2 separate regions of the Mus musculus genome follow, and region 2 is linked to region 1. Evidence: chromatin contacts called from public HiChIP or PLAC-seq data. All regions are on one chromosome and are shown on one strand. Each heading gives the region's core, a stretch centred on a gene start, on an enhancer-like site or on the middle of the called end of the contact. The rest is flanking DNA. Distances are from core to core; before and after follow the strand shown.

Region 1 (3,707 bases), core at 861-3,360:
AGTCCTTGGAATTGCATTTATAGACAGTTGTGAAGCCACCATATGGTACAGTTCCTCTGGGAGAGTAGCAATTGCACAAGGACATTAAGCCATCACTCTGGTCCAAAGACTGGGACTTACTGAAGAGCAGGGTATGACTTGCTTCAGACAAAGCCTGAGAAGGTGCCACATGCAGACAGGTCTGTAAGAATTGCTCTGGGGTGGCAGGCTGATCTCTCACAGATGCTGTCTTCCCTGCTGTACGCCATTACGCTCAGCTCATACTTATTTGCTCTTGGGGCAGAAATGCAGACCAAATGAAGCCAATGCTCTATGGGCCCTGGCCTTCTGCCCAACCATGCCTGGAAGTTAATGAGATAGTGGTGATCCGAGGGATACTTGGCTCAAGCTTCTTCCTAAAGCCGCCTCACTCTCCTTCCATCCCCATTGCTACTGAAGCATAGCCCGCTCAACCTAGAGGGGACTGCCTGATTCTGGAGGCTACAAAAGACAGTCAGAGGGGTCTGCAACCATATAGGAGGAACAACAATATGAACTAACCAGTAACCCCCAGAGCTGTGTCTCTAGTTGCATATGTAGCAGAGGATGGCCTGGTCGGCCATCAATGGGAGGAGGGGCCCTTGGTATTTTGAAGATCCTATGCCCCAGTACAGGGGAATGCCAGGGCCAGGAAGCGGGAGTGGGTGGACTGGGGAGTGGGGGGGGGTATAAGGGGCTTTGGGGATATCATTTGAAATGTAAATGAAGAAAATATCTAAAAAAAAAAAAAAGACAATCTGTCACTTGGTCACTCTAAGAAGTCTATGGGGGAATTCTGACTTCCAAATAGCCAAATAGGCAAAAACCTCCAGGTAGGCTATTATTGTAATTTTTCTTTTTCATTTCTCTACTCTCCTCCCTGAATCCCACAACGTGCTGAATATTGACTTAAAGCCTATACGAAAACTGACCTTTCTTAGCTTTAAAAAAAAAACAAAAATCAGGGAAAATTAAATTTAAAAACCAATCAGAAAAATCCCCCAAATGTAACAGAAGTTGCTGTATGTTTAAAGGGACCTCAGGGATGCTTCAATCTCCTCATTTTTTTGTGAGAAACCTGAAGCCTACCCAAGTGGGTCCCTGCTCAAAGTTGCTCCGCCCATGTGAATCAGAGCAGAGGCAGGCAGAGGACCCGGGCTCTTCAGGCTGGACCCACACGCAAGTTTCCCAGGTCACAGGCAAACGTGAAACAAAAGTTGTGGTCCTCTGTGGTCTAAGAGCAGAGGGGCACCCTAGGTATCTTAGTATAGAGAACAGCAAGGCAAACTCAACACCGCTCATGTTGGTCAAACACGGGCTAAACAAGGGCACTGAACAAGCAAAGGCACACTTCTAGACTTTGGGACAGGACAATCCTGAGCACCAGAGATAAAGAACTGCGCTGATGAGCGAGGAAGATGGGTGGAGCTGCACCCTGCTCAGATAGCCTGCTCCTACCTAATGTTTAAAGTTCACCCTGGGCTATAGCTCCATTAAGATGGTGGCTAGCCAGGCAGCAGGCCAGGGGCCCTGGCGCTCCCACCCCCATGCACACACGACAAACACAAGCTGCTTCCTCTGGGGAGAACTTGAGGTTGAAGCCTCCTGTGTACTCCACAGTGACTCATGCCCAGCCTGGCAGCCAGGACAACAAGGAGGACCTACTGAGAAGCTGACCCAGCAGATGGCAGCTGGACCCAAGAGTGGCTGACCCTCACTCTCCCCGAGGCAGACAGTTCCAGCACGCAGCAGCAAAGCTTCTCCTGCAGCTGGCTTCCCATGCCACATAATCGTGACTCAGCCCCTCTCTGACAGCTTCCAGGTTCGCTGGCCTAATGGCAGCTCTCCCACAAATATAGACAGGCCTGCTTCCTCTCTCCCTCTCTACTTCTATGTGGGTCTGGCCCATAAAACTCATTTCAGTCCCAATTCCAGGACTGGTAGCTAGGTGTTCTTCCCAGAACCCTGGGCTTTGGTACAGGCTCATCCCTATCTCCCAGGCCTGAAACTTGTCCTTTCTGTCTCCCCTGCAGTGCCTGGAGAGTTGGGACAAAATGAGGTCAAGGCTGTACAGTATCACTCAACCCAACCCCCCCCCCTCCAGCTCCACCTCAGCCTCTAGTGCACGCAGCCGCCTGCTGTCTTCACTGTATGGAAGCCAAGGATGACAGAAACGGCAAGAGCCACACCCAGAGCCCACACAAAGAAAAGGCAGGGGTTCACACAGCACCCTTTCAGGCCTGATGCATACACCTAACCTGATGCCCTCTTGCTGTGCCCAATGGGTCTGCAGGAGTCTAGGGGCAGAAGTGACTGGGTGCTACTATATCAACCATAAGCAGTTCTCGGAGTGTACCTGGGCTGGTCCAAGGCCCCTGGCACATATGTAGCAGAGGGCTGCCTTGTCTGGCCTCAGTGAGAGAGGATGCACTTAATCCTGCAGAGACTTGATGCAACAGAGTAGGGGGATATGGGGGAGGGGACTGCCCTCTCTCAGAGGCGAAGGGGAGGGGAGACTGGGAAGGGGGGACAGCATTCAGGATGTAAATAATTATATATATAATATATATATATATATATATATATATATATATTATATATATTTCCATGATTTTTTAAAAAAAGAGCAGTTCTTGGTTTGGGCTCAAGGAGGTCTGGGAGCCACAAGAGCAAGCAAGACACAGTTTGTATTTTTCCAGGGAAAGGGTCATGGTGCTCAGCCAGCTGCTCAAGTGTATACGGGGCACAGGGTGTTGCTCCAGTGTGCCAGGGCAGGGCCAGGGCTCCATGCTTGAGCCATACCTCTGCATCCCTCCCACAGTGAGCTTTCCCATGCAGGAGTTGGTTACAGCCCCAGATGACTTCTTACAAAGCACTTCTGCTAGATCCACTCAAGAGGAACCGGGCTGCAGGCCAAGAATCTGCTTGTCTCTTAGTGTGGGGACTGAAACCAGGGTTTCACACGGATCAGGCAAGCACTCTCTCTCCGAGGCATGTTACATTCCCAGACCTTTTCAGGAAAACATTTTTTTGGGGAGGGGCTGCCAAGCCTGAGAACTTGAGTTTGATTCCTGGAACCCACAGCGTAGAGAAAGAGAACCAATTGCCACAGTTACCCTCTGACCTCAGCATCTGCACCATGTTGTGTGTGTGTGCACGCGCTATGTGACAAGAAATCATTTTACTCTAAGATATGGTTGAGGGTCTTGACTCTTGGAAGTCTGCCTCCCTGTCTTCGCCCCCTGCACGGCAGCAACCATGTGCCATCCACGTCTGGCTACAAATCTGAACCTTTAAAAAGTAATGAATTAATTTTATCTGCACACACATCGGGGATGCTGTGGTGGTCAGAAGAGGCGGTGGGGTCTGCTGGTGCTAGAGTCACAGGACAGTTGTGAGCCCCCTCACCCGGGAGCAGAGAACCAAACTCAGGTCCTTTGAGAGACCAGCAAATGCCCTCAATGGCTGAGCCATCCCTCCTGTCCCAGGACCTGTCCTTCTACTTTTATTTCTTATGCGTGGATGCTTTGCTTCCACGTATGTCTGAGCACCGTGTCTGGTGCCTGTGGAGGCCTGAGGAGGGCATCCGATTCCCTGGAACCAGAGTTACAGATGGTTGTGAGCGAGCATCTGTAACTGGACATCAAATCTGCGTTCTCTAGAAGAACAGCCTGTGCTCTTTAGCCATG
Region 2 (3,707 bases), core at 388-2,887, 150 kb after region 1:
ATAGCACTCCATCAGACCGTCATTGAGGGCCAACCGCAGCCAGGCTCGGCAACGGCCTACATCTGTGTTGATGAAGACCAGGTGCTCCAAATCTGAGACAATGTGTCTGCAGGGGGACAGAGCAGATGTGTTGCAAGAAACTGCCTCAAATCTCAGAGATGTGGTTCAAGCTACTGCTTAGCAAGAACGAGTGATAAAGTACTGAAAACATGATCGTATTCAGACATAAAATTCTGGGGACGATGTCTCGGGAATGCAGGAAAGCTGAGCTGTTGAGCTCTAGCTACCAAACATCATCTGCTAACCCAGGACATACCGGCTGAGTCCAACCCCAGTTCCTAGGGAATAAAGCCAGAGCTTGTGCACACTAGGCAAGCATTCGACTACTGAGATTCGCTCTCAGTCGAGAGCAGCTGGCACTGCAGGGAACACTCAGACCCTAGGTGCACAAACTCAGTTCCCAAAGCTTCGGTCTGACACAGCCACAGTCCCCTTCTCTGCTGCCACGGTGTCCTGTGCAGAAGTGTACCCCCAGTCCTCTGGACTCAGTGTAAGCTGTACTTAACTTCGGCAGTATTACTGACTGGCTAACTGACTCAGGGTACCACTGAGCTGGATATAGAGACAACTAGAAACTCAGTCTCTGGGACTGGAGCGGTGGCTCAGTGGTTAAGAGCACTTGCTGTGCTTCCAGAGGATCTGAGTTCAAGTCCCAGCACATATGTTGAGTGCCTCACATACTCATAACTCCAGCTCCAGGGGATCTGATTACCTCTTCTGGACTCCATAGGCACCCACATGCATGTGGCATAGACACACAGGCACACACTCATACACACAAACTTAAAACAAAACTTAAAAACAAAGAAACACACTGTTACTTGGAAGAGAGCTAAAAAAACCAAGACAGGGCACTATCAGCAGCTACAGGAAGGCAGACCAAAGACTGACAAGGTGTCTTCAGGCACTTAACACTTTACGGAGGCAGTGCTAGGTACCAGCATAGGGTCTAAGCAGCCAAGGACAAGGCCAAAGACAGGGCCTTAGGGTGAATATTCAGAAATATATCTGGTTTCTAGGCTAAGTGCCACACATACCTCATCATGAACATAAAGTTCAGAATACAGGAGCTGGAGAAATGGCTCCCTGGTTAAAAGCACTGGCTGCTTTTGCAGAGGACCCAGGTTCTATTTTCAGCGCTCACATGGTGGCTGGCTCAATCATCTGTAGGTCCAGTTCCCAGGGGTCTGGCATCCTCTTTTGGCTTGTGTGCCCTGCACCAGACACATACATGGTGCACAGATACTCATGTAGGGGGATACTTACACATATAAAATTTTAAAAAACATATATTTTAAATTTAGAAGACAGACTTGAATATTCAAAGGCAAGTCAGCAACATTTCCTGCTGGGCGTGGTGGCGCACGCCTTTAATCCCAGCAGAGGCAGGTGGATTTCTGAGTTCCAGGCCAGCCTGATCTACAAAGTGAGTTCCAGGACAGCCAGGGCTATAAGGAGAAACCCTGTCTTGAAAAAAAAAAAAAAAAAGGAGAGGGGATACTTTAGTCTTCTCAGGCCACACCACTCAGCAGTAAGTACATGACTCAGCCTAGCGGAGTCTAAAGGTCATTAGTGCTGGGGTGAGGAGAAGCCACAGGCTCTAGAGGAGTGTCTCAGGGTCTGGAGGCAAGCCTTCCTTAAGCCTAGCCCTACAGTCACTGCATAGCGACTACACCACAACACTGCTTCTGGCTGTGCCACCCTGGAGAGGAGCCCAGCGCCCCAGGCTGAAGCTCCTCTCTCCCTGACGGATCTCACCTGTGGGTGATGGCTTTCAGAAGGGGCCAGAAGACAGGCTGAGGCAGAGCCTTCTGGTGAGTGTGCTTCTTCCTTTTGCCGCCAGCCTCGGCGCGGATGTGCTTGGCATGCAGGCCGTGGATGAACACAGCCTCCAGGGCACTGCACATGGTGTTGGCATCTCCATCTTCACTGGTGACCACTGTGTCCAGAGACACATGCTGTTTCTGCAGAGCCTTCACGGATCCCACGAGCTTCTTCTTGATGACCTAAGTTGTGTTAAACACAAGGGCAGACTTTAGAGGGAAGTCCTATGTGGAGCCCCTGGAATGTAGTCCAGGGCCTGTTTTTTGAGGTGTGTGACCACACACACTTATGTATGTAACCTAGACTCCTTCTGCAAAGCTAGCTATTGTGGCAAGTGAAGATCCGGCATACAGAAGAAATGGTTTTGTACATCTATTTTTTTTTTATTTTTTATTTAAAAGAAAAAGTTTTAATTAAATTTATTAATGTATGTGTGAGTGTTTGGCCTACATGTATGTATGTGTATCACATGTGTGCCTAGTGTCTGAGGTTAGAAGAGGGTATCAAATTCCCTAAAACTGGAGTTATGGATGGTTGTGGGCCACACACCATGTAGATGCTGAAAATCAAACCCAGATCCTCTGCAAGAGCAACAAGTGCGCCCTATCTCTCCCTCTCTCTTTTTAAAATATCTATTTATTTATTTTACGTACGTGAGTACATACATGGTCACTGTCTTCAGACACACCAGAAGAGGGCAATGGATCCCATTACAGATGGTTGTGAGCCACCATGTGGTTGCTGGGATTTGAACTCAGGACCTCTGGAAGAGCAGCCTGTGCTCTTAGCTGCTGAGCCATCTCTCCAGTCCCGTATCTTTTGGTTTTTAAAACTAAACATCAATCTTGTATTTAACTACTGAAATGGTGGCTTGGGGGCACTCGGCAGAGACAAGCTAAGGAGGCAGAGTATTTCTTTAGAACAATAACAAAGAAAGGACCAGCAAGTGTGGCTCAAGAGAGTATGCTTGACAGTTACAGCCCTCCATTAGATCCCCAACACTGTGGGGAGGAAAGACCAGTCAAGACCACAGATGTATAATTATATTAGCTAAGAGCCTAGGCCTAGAGCAAAGCTTTAAAGGATTTCTGTAGCTCTGGCTGTCCTGGAATTCACTTTGTAGACCAGGCTAGCCTTGAATCTAGAGATCTATCTGAACCACCATGCCCCGCAGAGGCCATTGCTTGAAGACAGAAATTGGTTTTTCTTTTCTCCTCATGTCTCTAACACTTGCCACTGTGTCTGATACAATAACATATATAAGGCATGCAATTCCAAATGTACACCAGGTGTTGGTGGGAAAATCATACAATCATAGATATGAGTGTATCAAATCTTTAGTGTTTAGCAAAGAACTAGACAGAACTGCAGAAGAACCGGTTTGAAGCAAGTATTAAGTTATAGATAAATACTTCACTTTTATTCTGACTTAATCTGAACAGAGGGTGTTGTTTGGAAAGTTGAATTTTAAAAATTAACAAGTTATAATTTACACTAACTTCTCTGATTTAAATGACAAACTTCGGGGTTTGTTTGTCTTGCTATTTTTGATCCTCCCCAGAAGTAACCACATTTTTCAATTTTGGTTAACTTTTACTTTCACAAATTATTACTACTACTGCTACTATTTTAATTTATTGACACTGAGCATTGCGGCACATTCCTTTAATCTCAGCACTCAGGAGGCAGAAGCAGGCAGATCTCTGTAAGCCTAAGGCTAACCTGGTCTACATAAGGAATTCCAGATCAGTCAGGGCTAAACAGTAAGACCCTGTCTCAAATGAAACAACCAACCAAGCAGATTCATTTACAATGGCTGCTGA

Evidence for each region. HiChIP or PLAC-seq counts read pairs in DNA pulled down with a chosen protein or histone mark.
Region 2: an HNF4G HiChIP or PLAC-seq map of pancreatic cancer cells shows a contact between it and region 1. The contact joins two enhancer-like sites. A contact is called at or near these places in 3 of 484 Hi-C or Micro-C datasets (B cells, the Ba/F3 cell line and CD8 T cells), 1 of 115 datasets of contacts at active chromatin or transcription factors (pancreatic cancer cells) and 3 of 9 other capture datasets (adipose tissue, liver and pancreatic islet).

Annotation. Positions count from the first base shown.
Region 1 is chr11:103,244,826-103,248,532 of GRCm38.p6, forward strand. All of the region lies in intron 1 of Map3k14 (mitogen-activated protein kinase kinase kinase 14), which reads right to left. Among named protein-coding and RNA genes, the nearest start is that of Map3k14, 21 kb to the right of the region's middle. Within about 2 kb of position 2,111, at least 185 of the 459 cell types and tissues checked have an H3K27ac peak or open chromatin away from gene starts, as enhancers often do. A contact at or near this core is called in pancreatic cancer cells, where this site is marked.
Region 2 is chr11:103,395,209-103,398,915 of GRCm38.p6, forward strand. It overlaps Plekhm1 (pleckstrin homology domain containing, family M (with RUN domain) member 1), which reads right to left. Exons shown (of 12, transcript NM_183034.2): 3 at 1,819-2,066; 4 at 1-106. Among named protein-coding and RNA genes, the nearest start is that of Plekhm1, 16 kb to the right of the region's middle. Within about 2 kb of position 1,638, at least 43 of the 459 cell types and tissues checked have an H3K27ac peak or open chromatin away from gene starts, as enhancers often do. A contact at or near this core is called in pancreatic cancer cells, where this site is marked.